2 separate regions of the Sus scrofa genome follow, and region 2 is linked to region 1. The links are chromatin contacts, called in public HiChIP or PLAC-seq maps. All regions are on one chromosome and are shown on one strand. Each heading gives the region's core, a stretch centred on a gene start, on an enhancer-like site or on the middle of the called end of the contact. The rest is flanking DNA. Distances are from core to core; before and after follow the strand shown. Region 1 holds the start of FLOT2 (flotillin-2). Region 2 holds the start of PHF12 (PHD finger protein 12).

Evidence for each region. HiChIP or PLAC-seq counts read pairs in DNA pulled down with a chosen protein or histone mark.
Region 2: a contact with region 1 is called in an H3K27ac HiChIP or PLAC-seq map of alveolar macrophages. The contact joins the promoter of PHF12 here to the promoter of FLOT2 in region 1. A contact is called at or near these places in 9 of 47 Hi-C or Micro-C datasets (blood, fetal heart ventricle, heart right ventricle and 2 more) and 2 of 2 datasets of contacts at active chromatin or transcription factors (alveolar macrophages and skeletal muscle).

Annotation. Positions count from the first base shown.
Region 1 is chr12:45,118,970-45,124,478 of Sscrofa11.1, reverse strand. FLOT2 (flotillin-2) reads left to right here and starts at 3,976. Exons shown (of 11, transcript XM_021067496.1): 1 at 3,976-4,174. The coding sequence starts at 4,126. DHRS13 (dehydrogenase/reductase SDR family member 13) reads left to right here. Exons shown (of 5, transcript XM_021067495.1): 5 at 2,684-3,333. The coding sequence ends at 3,135.
Region 2 is chr12:45,172,196-45,178,249 of Sscrofa11.1, reverse strand. PHF12 (PHD finger protein 12) reads left to right here and starts at 3,495. Exons shown (of 16, transcript XM_005656997.3): 1 at 3,495-3,597; 2 at 3,749-4,168; 3 at 4,816-4,997. The coding sequence starts at 4,103.

The DNA of each region.
Region 1 (5,509 bases), core at 2,727-5,226:
TTGCGGGTTCGGTTCCTGCCCTTGCTCAGTGGGTTAACGATCTGGCGTTGCTGTGAGCTATGGTGTAGGTTGCAGACGTGGCTCGGATCCCGCGTTGCTGTGGCTCTGGTGTAGGCAGGTGGCTACAGCTCCGATTCGACCCCTAGCCTGGGAACCTCCATATGCCGTGGGAGCGGCCCAAAGAAATAGCAAAAAGACAAAAAAAAAAAAAAAAAAAAAAAAAAAAAAGAAAGAAAAAAACAAAGACCTTGGAGTTCCCGTTGTGGCACAGTGGCTAACGAATCCGACTAGGAACCATGAGGTTGCGGGTTTGATCCCTGGCCTTGCTTATTGGGTTAAGGATCTGGCGTTGCCCCGTGAGCTGTGGTGTAAGTCGCAGACTCGGCTCAGATCCTGCATTGCTGTGGCTCTGGTGTAGGCAGGTGGCTACAGCTCCGATTGGACCCCTAGCCTGGGAACCTCCATATGCCATGGAGCAGCCCTAGAAAAGGCAAAAAGACCAAAAAAAAAAAAAAAAAAAAAAAAGACCTTATCCTTGTAGAGCTTACATTGTACTTTAGAGAAGGAGACAGCTAATAAATAAATATACACAATGACAGGTGGTGATAAAGTGATATGGGGAAGGATAAAACGAGGGAATAAGGAGCTCCTGTTGTGGCTCAGCAGGCTAGGAAGCCAACATAGTGTCTGTGAGGATGCATGTTCCATCCCTGGCCTCACTCAATCAGTTACGGATCCGGCATTGCTGTGAGCTGTGGTGTAGGTTGCAGATGCAACTCATAGCCGGCATGGCTGTGGCTGTGGTGTCGGCTGGCAGCACAGCTTCTATTTGACCCGTAGCCCTGAGAACTTCCATATACCATAAGTGTGGCTGTAAAAAGAAGAAAAAAAAAAGGAAATAAGAAATGATAGGAGAGGGGAAGCTATCTTATCTGTGGCAGTCAAGGAAGACATCTGAAAAGGTGACATTTGAGAAGAGACTCAAGGAAATGAGAAAATAAGCCATGAGGCTTTCTGGGGAGAAGAGTAAAAGAAAAGCCAGTGCAAAGGTCCTGAGGCAGAAGTGTTTGAGAAAGAACAGGGAGCCTGGTGTGTCTGGAACAGAGTAAGAGGGGGAGAGTGGCAAGACATGACATATAGACATGGGCTGGGTCACCTAGGGTCTGAGCGGCCACTGTAAGCATTTTGTCTTATAATCTGAATCATTTCACTGATGAATAACCTCATCCTTGCCTTTAGGGAACAGGTTACAGGATAACAAGATCTGCCCTACACATATTACCATCATGAATTTATTTATTTATTTTTTTTTGTCTTTTTTATAGCTATTTCTTGGGCCGCTCCCACGGCATATGGAGGTTCTCAGGCTAGGGGTCGAATCGGAGCTGTAGCCACCGGCCTATGCCAGAGCCACAGCAACTCGGGATCCGAGCCGCGTCTGCAACCTACACCACAGCTCACGGCAACGCCGGATCGTTAACCCACTGAGCAAGGGCAGGGACCGAACCCGCAACCTCATGGTTCCTAGTCAGATTCGTTAACCACTGCGCCACGACGGGAACTCCCATGAATTTATTTTTAAATTTTGGTTTTGGCCATGCCCACAGCATGCAGAATTTCCTTAGGCTAGGGATGGAACCAAGCCATAGCAGTGACAACACCAAATCCTTAACCACTAGGCCACCAGGGAACTCTTCCCCCACCCTTTTTTTTTTTTTTTTTGCTTTTTAGGGCCACACCCACAGCATATGGAGGTTCTCAGGCTAGGGGTCGAATCAGAGCTACAGCTGCCAGCCTGCACCACAGCCACAGCAACATCACATCGGAGCCGCGTCTGCGACCTACACCACAGCTCATGGCAACACCAGATCTTTAACCCATTGAGCAAGGCTAGGGATCGAACCCGCAACCTCTTGGTTCCTAGTAGGATTCATTTCCACTGTGCCACAACGAGAACTCCTCTCTCCCGTATTGCATTTCAGACAGTCATTGCATAAGACATATTAATAATTATAATGAGACAATAGTAATTACAGCTAACCTTTACTATACTCCATAGCTCTAATATCCAAAACAGGGGCTGGTCTACAATAGGTGTGAATAAATGTTTGATGTTTAAACAGAGGAACAGGACTTGAGCTAGTAGAAAAGGTGGAGAGAGACAGAATTGTTCCAGGCTAGAGACACAGCATAATCAAAATCTGGAAGATGAGGATTTATAAGGAGTTTGGACGGAGAAGAGGCAGCTTGCTGTTAGAAATGAGTTATGTTGGGAGTTCCTATTGTGGCTTAGCAGTTAAGGAACTCAACTAGAATCCATGAGGATGCAGGTTCGATTCCTGGCCTTGCTCAGTGGGTTAGGGATCCTGCGTTGCCATGAGTTGTGGTGTAGGTTGCAGTTGAGGCGTGGATCTGGCAGTTGCTGTGGCTCCAATTTGACCCCTAGTCTGGGAACTTCCTTATGCCACAGGTGTGGCCCTAAAAAGACAAAAAAAAAAAAAAAAAAAAAAGAAAAAGAAATGAGTTAGCTTGGCTTGTGGGGCCCTGAATGCCTGGTAAATCTTACCCTGGTTCCCCTGGAATTGGACTCTGTTCCCTCCTCCCTTCTAACCCTGTTCTTGCTGCTTTTACCATGAGCCCTTACCCACTCTTCTCCCTCTCCTTCCTTTCTTCCTGTTCCCAGGTCCCGTCAACTCAGAGTTGTTCCTACGCCACGTTCCCAGATGGCTACGCCCACTTTTGTGCCCACTGGCTTGGCTGGTGCTGCGGGCACCACGAGGGGGTGCCCAGACACCTCTGTACTGCGCTCTGCAGGAGGGCATTGAGCCCCTCAGTGGGAGATACTTTGCCAACTGCCATGTGGAAGAGGTGCCCCCAGCCGCCAGAGACGACCGGGCAGCCCATCGGCTGTGGGAGGCCAGCAAAAGGCTGGCAGGGCTTGAGCCAGGGGAAGATGCTGAATCTGATGAAGAGCCCCAGCCTGTGGACCCAGGAGTCCCATCTTCTCTGAGCAGCCCCCACCCTGAGGAGCCCGCAGCTTCTGAACCCTACACCAGCCCTCAGAGTTCACCAGACTTGTCCAAGGTCACACGCCGAATTCCAGTTAAAGCTGAACCAGAGCCCCAAGCCTCCTAACCTCCGGGCTGGGAAGCTTTCTAAGGCTCTGGGTGATCCTTGAAAGCCTTAGCCATGTACCAGGCTATGGTCATGCACTGGACACTGAGGTGGTTGAGATTTTTACCTCCATGGTCACTTTGTGGGGGCTTCAAGGTATATGTCCTGGAGAGCTCTTTTCCTGGTTGAAGGAAATAAAGGGTGATGATTTCTTCCTGAGAGTGACAGTAAGCCCGGGGGGCGGGGAGGGGGGGCGGTTGTGCCAGATGCTGCTCCTCAGGAATTTGAATTTCTTATCTCCAGGCTCTACCCTGAGGAACACTCAGCCCTGGATGATGGAGGCCTGGGCATTTTTAATCTGATGCACCATCAGTATGGAGAATTGTTCAGTTGTGCCCTTTGCGATCACCTAGTTACATTATTCCCACTTTCCAGAGGCGGGACTAGGCAGCCAGAGAGGGAACTCGTTCCGGATCTCCGCTAGAAAGAGCAGGGACTGAGATCGGAGCCCAGGCCCAGGCGGGCTGACTCCAGGGCCCACCCCTGTAAGGTGGGTGCTGGGAGGCGAGGCGGGGCGTGGCAGTTGTTATCCAGGCTCCCCAAGGAACGCCTTCAGGACTGCTTGAGGGCCGAGCCCCCACGATGCCAGCTCTGTGTAATACAACCACTTGAAGAGCTCCCTGATGGCACAGCAGGTTAAGGATCCTGCGTTGTCACTGCTGCGACCCGGGTTCGATCTCTGGCCTGGGAACTTCCACAGGCCGGGCAGGCTGGGCCAAATACTTTGAAAATTAAAATCGAGCGTGTTGACAGCCTGGCTCGGGCCGCCTCCCTCCACACGCCGGCCCCGCCCTCCGCCGCCACACTTCCGGCGAGGCTGCGGCCGCGGAGGGGCGCCGGCGGGCGGCCGCTGGGGGTGGCGGGATAGGCTGGGCGCGGCCGGCGGTGCGGGCCCGCTGCTGCTGTCCAGGTCTCGGCGGCCCCCCGAGGGCCCTCCGTCCCTCCGGCGCCATGGGCAATTGCCACACGGTGGGGCCCAACGAGGCGCTGGTGGTTTCAGGTGAGGGGGCGGCGGGGGAGGGGGGCCGGAGACGTTTGGGGCGGGGGGCCGTGCCCGGGAGGGCGGGGACCGGGCTGGGCAGCGGACGGGGAGGGGCTCCGCGGGTGGGGGGCAGCGCGGGAGGTGGGGCCTGAGTCCGCGGCTTCCCGGGCCGCACCTGAGACCCTTTCAGGAGGGACCCCTGTGCTCCACCTTCCTGCCCCGCGTTCTCGGGCACTCGCCGGGCTCTCCCCCCGCCTTCCCCCGCTGCGTGTTTGCCGGTGTTTATTCCCTCCTTCCTTCGTCTCCTCCCCTAGCAGGGTCGCCCCTGTGGCCTAGGGGGTCCTGAACTGAAGCCTTGGGGTTCCGGGAACACAGTTTGGCTGGATGCCAGCGCCCGGGACTAGGGTGGGTCACGCAGCCTTGGAAGGCAGGTGCCCATCTGGGCACAGACCCGTTAATTCCCAGCAGGCTGGGGCGTGCTGGTTTATTGGCACTGCCCGCCTGGGAAACGCGGGTGCGGCCTCTACAGGTTGCGAAACCGGGCTCTGGGCTGTGTCGCTCAGGTTGCAAAATGCTGCAGGCTCCAGAATTTCTGTGAGCTTAGGTGGGGCCGGGGGACTGCAGTATTGGGGAGATGAGAGGGATCTTGTCCTAAGGCTGCTGTGTATGTTGTATATTTGGGAATTTGAGGAAGAGGCTGGAGCCTTTCAAGCCATCAATTTGTGCAGCCCAAGCTCACAGGTGCTGGGGAGAGGGCCTGTTTCCTGACAGCTTGGAGGCCTGTAGCTGCAGGAATCCCTCCTGTCTTTACTTCCCACTGTCAGTGTGGATTCTCCGCCTGTGCACAGAGTCGTTAGGGCTGGCTCTAGAATTGAGCAGAAGAGGGTGTGCTGGGCCAGGGCAGGAAGCTGTCCACCTTTGAGAGGTGTGATGAATCCATTGGAAACTTTCACCCCAGAACATGGCCTCTGGCTCAGTGTGGATCTCAAAATTGATTTCCCTGGGACAGGAAATCCCCACTCTCCCTCACTAAGACCTTACCCCTGTGGGGGAATTTAAGATTCTTTACCTCCCTGAAAACCAGAGCTAGCCGTAAGGTCACTAGGGAGACCCCCAGAGAGCACTGAGGCCAAACCTACACCTCTGTAAGACCTGGGCCAGGGGTTCCCGCCTGCCTTGGTGCAATGGGTCAAGAATGCCACCCAAGTCGCTGTGGAGGCACAGGTTAGAGCCCCATCCAGGCACAGTGGGTTTAAGGATCCAGCATTGCTGCAGCTGTGGCATAGGTCGCAGCTGTGACTTGGATTCAATCCCTGGCCAGAGAACTTCCATATGCCTTGGGTACAGCCATAA
Region 2 (6,054 bases), core at 2,246-4,745, 54 kb before region 1:
TGGAAGATAAATAGGATGTGGATTTTAGAACCAGAAGGCATGCTGGACCTACCAACTGATTATCACTAGATTTTATCAAAAAAAGTTACACACCAATGCTTCAGAGACTACTCTCCCAAAAAGGTCAGTGCAATGGATGGCATGCGAAATGAGAGGCCTCCACGGCTGGTGCCACAGGGGTGTGGGAACCTAGGACCACAATGCTCATCCATCCAAATGCTTCATTTCCTCCTCTTTTCTAGGTCTAGAACTACAGACTGGCACACATCCCCCAGGCCCTCCTCAAAGCCACTGTATTGCTAAAAAAGCCCAGGAAGGAGTTCCCGTCGTGGCGCAGTGGTTAACGAATCCGACTAGGAACCATGAGGTTGCGGGTTCGGTCCCTGCCCTTGCTCAGTGGGTTAACGATCTGGCGTTGCTGTGAGCTGTGGTGTAGGTTGCAGACGTGGCTCGGATCCCGCGTTGCTGTGGCTCTGGCATAGGCCGGTGGCTACAGCTCCGATTGGACCCCTAGCCTGGGAACTTCCATATGCCGTGGGAGCGGCCCAAGAAATAGCTAAAAAGACAAAAAAAAAAAAAAAAAAAAGCCCAGGAAGCTGATGCCTCTCTCCTTTTACTTCCTTCCCAGCTAACAAGGCTTAGGAAATTGGAAGAGAAATCAGAGACTGAACCTCTGAATATGAGGCCCTAGTTCGTCTTGGCCGCAGGGAACATCCAGGATGTTAGGCACAGAAGCAATGCACTGTAAGGGCTTGGCTCCTATTTTAGTAAAAGGAGTATCCATGGGCTCCAGAAAGACGTGGAGGTGGCTGAAGAGGATCTACCTAATTTTGCCATGTTTGGTCCTTCTCAGCCTCTATGCCTCTTCCTTATGGCCCCCAGCACCTTTTTAGATGTGTTTACCCAGTCTTGGTCCCCAGCACATCCATGCTAAGAGGTGTGCTCTGCATGGTTGCTCTTCAGAATAAGAGCAAGAGGCAGGCAACAAGGAGTTATGGACACTAAGAAGCCAGAAGACAAAAACCCTGAAGGAAATAGTATCAGCTACCAGGACTTCTACAGTCTTCCAACAGGGAAGTTTTGACCACTCATGGCTTGACCACTCATGGCCGCCCACCTCCTGGTTCTACCACAAGCCATCTTGAAGAGGTGAGGCTCCAGTCCATCAGAATGCAGTGCCTAAATTAGCCACAAGAGGTCACTTCCTAAGGCATCTGTATCCCATCTGCTTGTTCTCCCTTTATCCTCCTTGAATAGCCAGGGCTGGAGCTCTCCAAGGTGGCACAACTACTGGCCCCAATGGGACCTTACCCTCCAAGTTCTAAGAGGAAGGTGTGTGATGTGATTAGTTTCTCTGGCACTTGTCAACAGATCAAGTGTTACTTTCCTCATTAGCCCACTAATGCCTATTTCTGTTCTTAACTGCAATGATGGTATTGATCAAAGCAAGGCCTTGCTCATTGGGCATGTGCCACTGGCTTACTTATCTGCCCCACAATACCTTCAGGCTGACACAGCAGCACAGCTGGGCCCTGAGCAATAGGAAGGAAGCCAGGGCGGTGAGGGCACATGATGTATCCATTTGTGAGGGTGTGAAATACAGCCTCAGAAGGGATGAGGTTCAGCCACTTTCATACTTCTAGCTCTCCCCTCCTCTCTCTCTGAGGGCCACATCTCTGGCCCACAATCATTGAGTCTTGTTTGGGAGCTCTCATTGTGGCTCAGTGGTAACGAACCCGACTAGCATCCATGAGGATGCAAGTTTGATCCCTGGCCCTGCTCACTGGGTTAAGGATCCAGTCTTGCTGGGAGCTGCAGTGTAGGATTCAGATCCCACATTGCTGTAGCTGTGGTGTAGGCCAGTGGCAACAGCTCCAATTTTACCCCTAGACTGGGAACTTCCACATGCTGGGAGTGCCGCCCTAAAAGACAAAAAAATTCTTGTTTGCTGAGGCTGGTAGAGGACAGAAAGGGCCGATCTACATATCCTTTGATCAATAAGGCCCAGGACCTTAGTGTTCTTTCCAGGCACCAACAGGATCATTAGGAAAGTCAGAGAAACAGAAACCTAAGACCACATATGGACATCCTTACCCTATCCACTTTATCATCCCAAAAGAAGCAGCATCTCCTCACAGGCAGATAGATAGTGTCCTAACTTGGGAATCAAATCTTTTTCATTCCTAGGTCTGCCATAAATGCATTATGTGAAATATGCAAATCACTACTCTTCTCTGTGCCTCTGGAAATGAGGGGATTAATACAGATGCTCTTTAAACCCTTTCCAGTTTTAGGTTTCTGAGAATGCTAAGGATACCTTAACATCAAAAGTGAACCAGGCTACCTGCCCAGGATATCTGGTAAAAACGCCAACTAAATGCCTAGTGTCAGGCACAATGATGCCACTCCCTTCTCCTTCGCTCCATCAACAGTCAGGCAGAGACAACAGGCCATCTCCGAAGATGAGACCAAGGGGAGGGCGATCACAGAGGAGGGAGCTGAAGTCCTGCCCAGAATTTCAGTGAGGCCTTCAGACTACAAATCCCAGCATACCACACTGAAGCTATAAAAAGTATCTCTTCCGGGCAGGCAAATCACTCTTCCCCCAGTTCATCCTACTGCACACTGCATCGCACGCACATGGAACTACGGCTCCCACAATCCACCAGACCCATCGCGATTCTTGCTTCCAGGGTGCAATGCGCTCCCGTTCGCCCTTTGGCCCCTTTGCGCGTTGCAAACTGGGAATTGAAGTCCACAGTAGGCAGGTAGCTGGGCGTTGTCAGCATTACAAACTTCGCTTTTGGCTTCCTTTCGGAGAGTGGTTCTCAGAGATAGTGGTCAAGTCGTAACGGAGAGCTCTCCATGGTGCCATCACTAGCAAAGGCAAGCATGCTCAAGCTAAAATTTACTGTCGGGATCGGGAGGGAATTGGGAACAGTAGCCATCCAACCCGACACCGAAAACATCGTTTTCCGTTGCAATGGCTTTTCTTTTATCTTTACCAATATGGCGCCTGGTCCAGCCACACCTGACGCTGGAACCTGACAGTCCAGTACGACATCCTTAGGAGTACGGCCTATCAGTCCAGCCAGCACTACACTTTGCTCCTTTCTGTTCATGCCTAAGGACTCCAAGGACACGATAGCCTATATATCATTACCAAAATGGCGAAAGTATAAGCACTCTTGTGAGGGCCTACAGGTAACAACACGCCTGCGCGGGAGCCGGCTGCGTTGTTGTGGGGCGAGAGGGGAGCATCCTTAACACGCCTGCGCGGGAACCGGGTGCTCTTGGGCTATTCACAAACTCCAATGGATGAAGGGTCCTCCTGTTCCTGCGGCTGCGCTATGACCCTTACCAGCTCGCCCAGGCGCCTGCGCGAGACCTCAGGTCCCGCCCTTTTACCTCAGTACGCTGGCGCAGGGCAGAAAGGCGGGGCTTCGGTGCTCCAGACGAATGCCAGCGCGGCTGCGCGCTGGGGGGTACCCCCTCACTGCGGCTGCGCGGGAGCCCGGCCGCCGGCTGTCACTGCGGTTGCGCGCGGCGAGCGGCGATCCCGGGGCGCCTGCGCGGGTGGCTTTGCGGGCGCTCGCGGTAAGTTTGCGCCAAGTGCGCGGCAGCCGGGACGCAGACGGCGGCAGCGGCGAGAGGCGGAGCCCGGGGACCACCCCCCATCACCCTCCCCGCAGTCACCTCACGTACCACAACCTCACCTAACCTCTCACCCCCCCTCCGATCCCCCCAGCCCCGGGATGGCAGCGCCCGCCAGCCTTCCCGGCCGGACCAGCGGTCGCCAGCGCCGGCTTTAGCCTGTGGGACTAGGCCCCGCCGAGGCCTGACCCCCGGAGCCGGGACCCACCGTGCAGCCAGCCGCCGGGCCGGGGCTGAGGGGCCGCTCCCCCTCACGGCCCGTGGGAGGACGCTGTCGTCCCGGGGACTGGGGGCCGGGGGGTGGGGGGAGCCAGGGCGAAGAAGTCGGGACCCGTGTTGGTAAAAAAGAAGGGGGGCCGGGGTCAGGAGCGCCCCCTCCCCCCGCTACCCCCTCCCCCCGGGGTTGGGGGGGCCGGAGCAGAGAGCGCCCAGCCCGGGAGGTGGATGAATGTGGGAGAAAATGGAGACCAAGACGATCGTGTACGACTTGGACACGTCGGGGGGGCTGATGGAGGTAAGAGTGGCCCTCCTCATTTCTTTTCCCTAGCGCCAGTAGAGAACCTCCGCCCTCCGCCCCACAAAGCCGGTCCTGAGCTCGCAGCGCAAGAGGGCCGGGGAAGGGGGGGGGCTCTTCTCACCCAGACGCTCCCTCCCATCTTTGCAACTCGGGGGGCTGAGCTCAGCCGCCGAGGACGTTTGCAGCAGTTTCACCTACCCGCCGCCCTCGATTCGCTCTCCCGAAGCGCCAACCCACTCCATCGCGTTGCACCGGCGGGCCTCCCCACCCCCTTCTTGTCGGCCCCTTTGTGCTTCCCCCAGCACGTCCGGGTACCGAGCTTCAGGCCTCTCCCGAGCCTCGCTTTGGAGTCCCCCACTGTCCATACAAGGAAGTGGCGAGAAGGGAACCGCACACCCTCTCCCCATCCCCCCTACCCTGATCCTCCCCATTTGGAAGAAGCCGTTCTCGTTGTTGTGCTGCAGGAACGCGGTTAGGGTGGGCTCCCCTGTTCCGGGGGCTGAGAGGTTCTGGGAGCAGCCTGGATGGGAGGAAGAAGGACAAAAGGGGGGAGAAGGGTGGGTGACAGAGAAGCTGCGCCGGGGGGGCGACGGACCGCCCGGGAGCTCCGAGTGTGCACACACGCCATTTGTATGTGTGTGCAGCAAATCCAGGCTCTGCTGGCTCCCCCCAAGGCGGACGAGGCAGAAAAGCGGAGTCGGAAGCCAGAGAAGGAGCCCCGGAGAAGCGGCAGGGCCACCAACCACGACAGCTGCGATAGCTGCAAAGAAGGGGGGGATCTCCTGTGCTGTGATCACTGCCCGGCCGCCTTCCACCTCCAGTGCTGGTAAGGTCTGGGGACCCCTCTGTAGCCCCTTGAAGGACCCTTCTCGGCACATTCCTTCACCCGGCCTACCCCAGCCTGCCGAAATAACGGGCGTTTGCAGCCGCTAGCTGACTTTCTGCAGCCGCTGGGGCGAGCGCCTCCCCGCCCCCAGGTGCTGCCCGGATCCGGCCGTTCGAGGGGGAGGAGCAGCGGTGGGTCCGGACCCCGAGGTGGGGGTTGGGAGGAGTGAGGAGAGCCCCATCTGGGATTGGAAGTCGCTGGGGAGCCGGGACCGAGCCGGCAGGGCTCGGCCGGCGGTGGCGGGGGAGGAAGGGGAGGAGCTCCGGGCCCTGCGCCGCTCTCCTGCCCGCGCGCCCGCCGCCCTCGGGCTGCTGCCGGGCTGGGCTGTCCTCGGGGTGGGTGCGCAGGAGCCCTTGGCCGCCCTGGTCCAGGCCCGCCGGACCCGGCGCCCGGGCGCTCTGGGCCGTGGAAGAAATCATGGAGGGTGTCTCTCGAGTCCGCCTCTTCTGTGCCTCTCTGTTTACAATATGGCGACCTGCCTTTAAATTATATTTTTATTCTCAGCGCCATTTTGGCTGCATATATGATTTTCAAACGTCTCCCGGGGAACGGTGGTGGTAGCCTCGGAGTCCTTTCTGCAGAAGCTTCTCCGGGGCCGGGGCTGAGATCTTGCCGCTTTGGTCCCCTTTCTCTGCCGCCGCTTGCCCCCTGTTGCCTCTCGGAGCTGCCTCCCTCTTCCCTCCCCTCCCCGCGCTGCCGCCTCTTAGGAAATCGGGCCGGGTTAGACAATTAAAATTGCCCTTGGGCGCGGATTTCACTTCTCCGCTCCGGATCGGCGAACCCTTCGCTGCAAAATTCTCTGCTGCCGGGGCAGGATTATGTGCGGTGGCTCCGCGAGAGCGTTTTAAGGAGCGGAGAGCTGGAAAGCTGTGCGCTTCCCACCCCCTCCCGACTGAAAGCGAGGGGAGGGGAGAGACTGAAGAGGGAGGGAAGGACTAGGGTTGGTCGCCCGTTGCTTGATCCTCCTCTGCAGTTCAGCCCAGAACAATCCGGCCAA